2 separate regions of the Macaca mulatta genome follow, and region 1 is linked to region 2. A link is a contact called in public Hi-C data. All regions are on one chromosome and are shown on one strand. Each heading gives the region's core, a stretch centred on a gene start, on an enhancer-like site or on the middle of the called end of the contact. The rest is flanking DNA. Distances are from core to core; before and after follow the strand shown. Region 1 holds the start of GIGYF1 (GRB10 interacting GYF protein 1). Region 2 holds the start of MOSPD3 (motile sperm domain containing 3).

Evidence for each region. Hi-C and Micro-C count contacts between places; a contact is called where the count stands out from the background.
Region 1: a contact with region 2 is called in a Hi-C map of liver, with 2.9 times the contacts expected there. The contact joins the promoter of GIGYF1 here to the promoter of MOSPD3 in region 2. A contact is called at or near these places in 2 of 14 Hi-C or Micro-C datasets (blood and liver).

The regions. Positions count from the first base shown.
Region 1 is chr3:47,901,495-47,904,866 of T2T-MMU8v2.0, reverse strand. GIGYF1 (GRB10 interacting GYF protein 1) reads left to right here and starts at 1,890. Exons shown (of 26, transcript XM_077996416.1): 1 at 1,890-2,049.
Region 2 is chr3:47,818,438-47,821,728 of T2T-MMU8v2.0, reverse strand. It overlaps MOSPD3 (motile sperm domain containing 3), which reads right to left and starts at 1,575. Exons shown (of 6, transcript XM_077996398.1): 1 at 1,522-1,575; 2 at 750-1,017; 3 at 466-541; 4 at 21-250. The coding sequence starts at 954.

The DNA of each region.
Region 1 (3,372 bases), core at 641-3,140, 83 kb before region 2:
TGTCTCTTAAATAAATAAAACAGTTAAAAAAGGAAAACAGGAAAACGCCAAGTGCAGAGAAGCCTAGTGGTACTTGGTGGGGGAAACAAAAGTTGTTCCAGGTATAATAGTTCCTGAAGTCAACACTCTATCATGGCAAGACACCAGGCACTCAAATTCCAGGTCATGAACTTACCTTTTCCTTGTTTTGAGGATTACATTGTGTTGGGCGACAGCAGTAAGGTATACATTCTGGAGTAACTTCCAATGAAAAAGGTGAAAGCATACGCGGAACTTTGCAGCTCTGAAAAAGTTCAGCCAGTCGTTCTTGAAAAGTCCTCTTTTTAAACAAAGGGGGTTTCAGTCACCTCACATTTGCATAGCAGTTTCTCTCTTGTCAAAGCCTTTCACATTCACTTATTTTAATTCTTACAGCACTCACTGAAGAGTGTGGAGTTGGGGGTCGGGGGTGGGGCGCAGAGCAGTGTTAACATCTTTCTGTAAGAGAAACAGAGACTTTTGAGAGGCCAGGCATGGTGGCTCATGCCTGTAATCCCAGGACTTTGGGAGGAAGATCGTTTGGGTCCAGGAGTTCAAGACCAGCCTGGGCAAAATGGGGGAAACCTGTCTCTACAAAAAAAAAAAAAAAAAAAAAAAAAAGTTAGCTGGGTGTGGTGGTGTGCCCTGGTAGTCCTGGCTACTCAGGGCACTTGAGGCATGAGGATTGCTTGAGCCCAGGGGGCAAGAGGATGCAGTGAACTGTGATCGCGACACTGCACTCCAGCCTGGGTGACAGCAAGACTCTGTCTTGGAAAACACACAAACAAGAAACTTTAAAAATTAGTTGGGTGTGGTGGCACACGGATGTAGTCCTAGCTATTCAAGAGCCTGTGGCAGGAGGATCCCTTGAGGCCAGGAGTTCAAGACCAGCCTGGGCAATGTTGTGAGACACGCCACCTGCCCCCATCTTTACAGAGAATAAAAAAGTTATCTGGGCACAATGATGCACACCTATAGTCCCATCAATTCCGGGGGCTGAGATGTGAGGATCGCTTGAGACATGGCAGTTGGAGGTTGCGGTAAGCCGAGATCGGGTTAGTGCACTGCAGCCTGGGTGACAGAGTGAGACCCTGCTTCAAAAAAATAAATATACAGAGGCCGGGCGCGGTGGCTCACGCCTGTAATCCCAGCACTTTGGGAGGGCGAGGCAGGCAGATCACTTGAGGTCAGGAGTTCTAGACCAGCCTGGCCAACATGGCGAACCCCTTCACTACTAAAAATACAAAAATTTAGCCGAACTTGGTGGTGTGTGCCTGTAATCCTAGCTACTCGGGAGGCCGAGGCACGAGAATCACTTGAACCCGGGAGGTGGAGGTTGCAGTGAGCTGAGATCGCGCCACTGCACTCCAACCTGGGCGACAGAGCCACACGCTGTCTCAATAATTAAATAAATAATAAGAAAAAAAAATAAAAGAGGCTCTTGAGAGTCAACTCATCTGCCTGAGCCACTTATTTCACACATCCCAGGACGCCTGATGAAGGGTTCTGGATTTTATTGTCTCCTGTCATCCAGGTGGGCTTCCTGGAGGAAACTGGACCGCCAGGGAGGCCGCGGCCTCGGTTCCAAGGGTCGCGCGTCGCAGGGTCGGAGGAGGTGGGGGAGAAGGGGCCGCTCCGGGGCCGACCCCGCCCGCAGTTAGGGGCCCACGTCACGTGACCAGCCGGGCGCCCGGGTCACGTGCCGGGGCGGGAAGGTGGGGGCCGTCGGGGGCGACTGGCGTCCGGACAGCGGCGCGCGGGGCACGCGAGGAGCGCACGAGGAGAGGCGGCGCAGGCCGGAGCCGCGGAGGGAGGCGGCGGCGGCGGCGGCGGCGGAGGAGGGGGCGGCCCCGCGGCCCCGCGTCCGCGTCACGTGGTGCGAGGCGGGCAGCCATCTTGCTACAAACACAAACACAGAGGAGCGGCCGCCGCGGGAGCGCCAGCGTCCCCTCCCCCGTCGCCGCCGCCGTCCCCGGCCCCAGCCCGCCGCGCGCCGCCCACGCCCCGGACCGGACCCTTGCGCCGCCCGCGGTAAGCGCCCGGCGTTCCCGCGGCCCCCAGCTCACAGCCCGGCCCCGGGGCAGGCCCGCCCCCGACGCCGCGGCGGCCGCGCCGAGCCCGCGAGCTAGCGAAGCGCTGGAGCCAGCGCGCGGGCCGCCGACGAGGACCCTCCCCCGTCTCCTCCCCGAGGCCGCCGCCGCCGCCGCCCGGTGCGTCCGCCCGCCCTCCCGCCCGCTCCGGCCCCTCCCCGCCGCCGGGACCCTCCCCCAGAGCCGGCCAGCCTCGGGGAGGCCCCAGGAGGCCGGCGCCCGGCTTGGGGGGCGACCGCTCGACCCCCGCGCACCTGGCGCCCCTCCCTGAAGGGCACGCCGTCCTCCCGGGCCGGCCCGCCGCCTTCCACCCCCGCGCTCCTAACGGTCGCCCCCGGGCCTCTGCCAAGCCCTGCTGTGGGCCGCCTGGGGGCCCCCGACCCTAGCGTCCTAAGGTGTCCGGGCCCCGCGCTCCCCGGAGTTCTCCCCAGCGCGCCTTTGGGTTCCCCTCGGAAGGAGCTGGGCCTTGCAGTTCCCCAAGTCCAAGCTTTCCACGACTTTGGCCAACATGGAAGCCTTCTCCTCCACCCAGGCACCTCGCCTGAGTCCTCCTCACCTCCGTTTCCTTTCGCTCCGGCGATCTTAGTGCTGGGTCATTGGGGTCTCCTTCCCAGTTGCACAACCGCGGGAAACACCTTCCATAGTAGAGACTGCTTTCCCTCCCCGTCCCAGGCCAGGCCCTTCCCAGCTCATGACCCTCGGTGCAGCAGCTCCCTGGCCACAGCTCTCACACCTTGCCTTAAAAAAAAAAAATTTCCAAGTAACTTTTTAAGAGCCCCTTGTTTGTCTCCTCTGTTACACAGTCATTACTCGCTTTCCCGGTGAGACTCTAGGTCTGTTGTATCCTAGTGCCAGGAACTGGGAGATGCTACATAAAGACTTGTTAGTTGGATTGAATTTTTTTTTTTTTCCAATCACCCAAGCCTTACTTCCCTCTTGCCTTTCAAAGTGTTGTTCTGGAAGATCGTCAGCTTTCCCATCCTCTTTGCACTGCCCCTTCGAGTCCATATAGCAGTTTCGATTTAGAACCCCGCCAACCCCTGGCCTTTGGCATGGAAACACCATCGGTGGTACCAGTAAGGGTCTCTTCTTTGCTGTCGACATGGGGGATTTGGGGTTCTTTCTCCTTCCCATCTTTCCTGTGCCCTTTGCAGACTTAGGCTAGCCACCCTCCACCAGGCTAGCCAGCTCTAATCTGATTTTCTTAGATTGTAGGTCTTGGTACCCCAGCGGTCTTTCGTGTCATTGGGAAGGATTTGGGGGT
Region 2 (3,291 bases), core at 326-2,825:
ATCCCCGTCTCCCAACTCACGTTCCTGGAAGTGTCTGGCCGTGGGTGGTGGTGTCCCAGCAGGAGGCCCTGGGTGAGGCGCTGGATCCGGCTGTCCCTGAAGCTCAAGGGGGTACGCTGGGGCTCTCAGAACAGAGGTAATGTCCTTGCGTCCCACCACGCGGCCCTCAGCTCCTTCCTCAGACAGCTCAATACGGAAGCGGTCCTGGACATCATAGTGGCTGGGAATGGGTGCCACATGGCGAATCACACTGGTCCCAAGGTAGGAGAGAAGCCCATTGGGGTGAAACGAGTGAGAGGCAGTAATCCTAGGAAATCTGAGCCTCCCCCCCAGAAGTCTCTCCTTTAGGGGCACAGACAGAGGGTAGGGCAAACAGGTGAAAGAGGGCAAGGTCTCAGACCTCAGACAACAGGTGGCAGCGACCTCTGGCTTCCATAAGCCTCCCCACCCTCCCAGCTCACTCACATGTCAATGCAAGACTGAGGCTTCACATATCCCTCTGCGTCAAACACCGTGTATTTGGCAGGTGCTGTGCACAGGACTGGGGGACAGAGACACACACAGACAAGCCCTGCCATGTGGGTCATTTGAGTCCCCTCTGCCTTCTGCCCGGCAGGCTGGACATGACTTTCCCAGTCCACCAAAGCTGGACGTCCAACCCTACCCATCTGACTCCTCCAGCCAACACAGCCCCCCAGTGCCCGGCCACCAGCCCCCAGATCCCTTGCACGAGGCGCCGATCCCTTTACCTCGGAATCGAAGCGCAGTTCCTGTGGGGTTATAGAGGGTCAGCAGCTGTCGGGGTCCGCTCCGCTGGTCCGCCCTGAATACTAGATCCGGGGGAAAGACCAGAACCGGGACAACGGGTCCCAAGGGAGGAGGGGCGCCCCGGGACCCCCGCCCAGGGGGCCCCGGACCCACCAGCTCCTGGTCCTGGGGCGCCCCACGGCGCATGCAGGCTCCGGGCGGTCGGACATCCGAGGGCAGAGCTCAGGGGACAGGGCCTAGAGTCGAGAGCTGGGGGGCGTGAGGGGCGAAAGGGGACAAGATGAGCTCCCGGGCCAGGGCCTGGACTGACGCCGCCGCCGCCTCGGAATCCCGCTAGATGGGACTCCCGCAGACCCAGGCCTAGGGCCCCCAAGACCTTCCCTCTTCCAGCTCTGCCCCAGGTTCCTTCGGACCCGCCAAGCCCCACCTCGACGGCCACGCCCACCCCGCTAAACCCGGCCCCTCGCAGCTCCCAACCCGGTCTTCTCCTCAGGCCCAGCTAGCGATCTCCATAAGCCCCGCCCCGCCGCTGGCCTCGCCCCTTCCGGGCGTTTCCGGACGCCCTCCTCCTCTCTCTGGCCAAACTCCGCGGGCTGCAGCGGCCGCCCGCGGAGCTACCTGTGACGCCTCCTGCTTCCTGGGAGACCTGTGTTTGCGTTTCCGGCCCCTCCCTAATCTCGGACACGGGCCCCGTCGGGCTTCTGCCTCAAAACGGCGGCTTGCGCTAGGATGCCTGCCTTGTGATCAAAGCACCTGACAGTCAGCTTGTGGTCAGACTAATGATGCCATGTTCCCGGGAGTCCTTTTGTATACTTCCGCCGTACGGCCTCTGTCATTGGCCAGGGCGTCTTTGTTTCTGCCGTAACTGTACGCCGATTGGTGTGCTGAAAGACCAAACAGAACGCCCTCCTTCTGTCGTCTGCGATTGGCTAGATTCCGGTGACGTAACAGTTTTCCTGGTCCTGAAGTAACTCAGGGAACCGGGGGCGGGGTTTCGAGTTGGGCTTTTTTTCTTCCTCCCTATTCTTGAGACGGTCCAAGTCAATCTCCCACCGGGAAGCCTTTTTCCTCCTCTTCAATTCCAGGCTCCCTTGGAAGCCTCTGCAGGAACCAAGCCTGTTTTCTTTTTTGCCTTTTTTTTTTGAGGCGAAGTCTCGCGCTGTCGCCCAGGCTAGAGTGCAATCTCGGCTCACTGCAACCATCGCCTCCAGGGTTCAAGCGATTCTCCTGTCCCAGCCTCCAGAGTAGCTGGGATTATAGGCGTGTGCCACCACGCCCGGGTAATTCTTTGTATTTTTAGTAGAGACAGGGTTTCACCATGTTGGTCAGGCTGGTCTCGAACTCCTGACCTCAGGCGATCCACTCGCCTCAGTCTCTCAAAGTGCTGCGATTACAGGCATGAGCCACCGTGCCCGGCCTCTCTGTCGCCCAGGCTTGAGTGCAGTGGTGCGATCATTGCTCACTGCAGCCTCCAACTCCTGGGTTCAAGGGATTCTCCTGCCCCAGCCTCCGAGTAGGTGGGATTACAGGTGCGCACCACCACACCCGGGTAATTTTTGTAATTTTTTGTAGAGACGATCTGGCTATGTTGTGCAGGCAGGTCTCGAACTCCTGGGCCCAAGCGATCCTCCCACTTAAGCCTCCCAAAGTGCATGAGAGCCACTGTCCCTCCCCCAGGCCCAAAGTCTGTTTTCTATGGGACTGGTTGGAGGCTCCTCCCATCTGGGACTCCAGCCTGAGTCTCACCTCCTGTTTCTCACCTTCCTGTAAGGGACGTGGGAAATCACTCACATTTGCACGGGGAATTAAGATTTGCTAATTTCAAACCCATGTTGTTCGAGTAATTATGTATTTTTAAAAAGGATTTGCTAAACCTTCCACTTTAATTGCATCGAATCTTCAACTCCTTTTACAGCCTGGATAAGGTGAAGAATCTGAGTCTCTCGGGGCACCCAGTTAGCGGTGGAACAAAGACAAAATTGATCTTAACGGAAAGTCTCCTCTGAACATGTTATGTAGAATTCCCATGTTCTCTTTTACATTTTCTTTCTTTCTTTCTTTCTTTTTTTGAGACAGTCTTGCTCTGTCACCCAGGCTGGAGGGCAGTGGTGCAATCATAGCTCCCTGCAGTCTCCACCTGCTTGGTTGGGCTCAACCGATCCTCCCGCCTCAGCCTTCTGAGTAGCTGGGACTACAGGCGTGTGCCTCCACACCTGGCTAATTTCATTTGTTTTTTTTTTTTTTTTAAGAGCACTTATAGTGATACATGACCTCCTATTTTATTGTTTCTCCTCCAGTAGAATGTTCTTCCCTTTCCACAAGAGCAGGGACTTTGTTTAGTTTTCTGTTGTATCTTTAGCACTTATGACAGTGCCTGCTATTTGGAATGAACAAATGAATGAGTGACTAGGATGAACTTTGAGCAGAGATCTGACTGGATTTAGGAAGTGAGCCATGAGATATATCTATGGCAGAGAATTCTGGATAGAGGAAACAGCAAAGGCCTAAAACAGAAGTGTACTA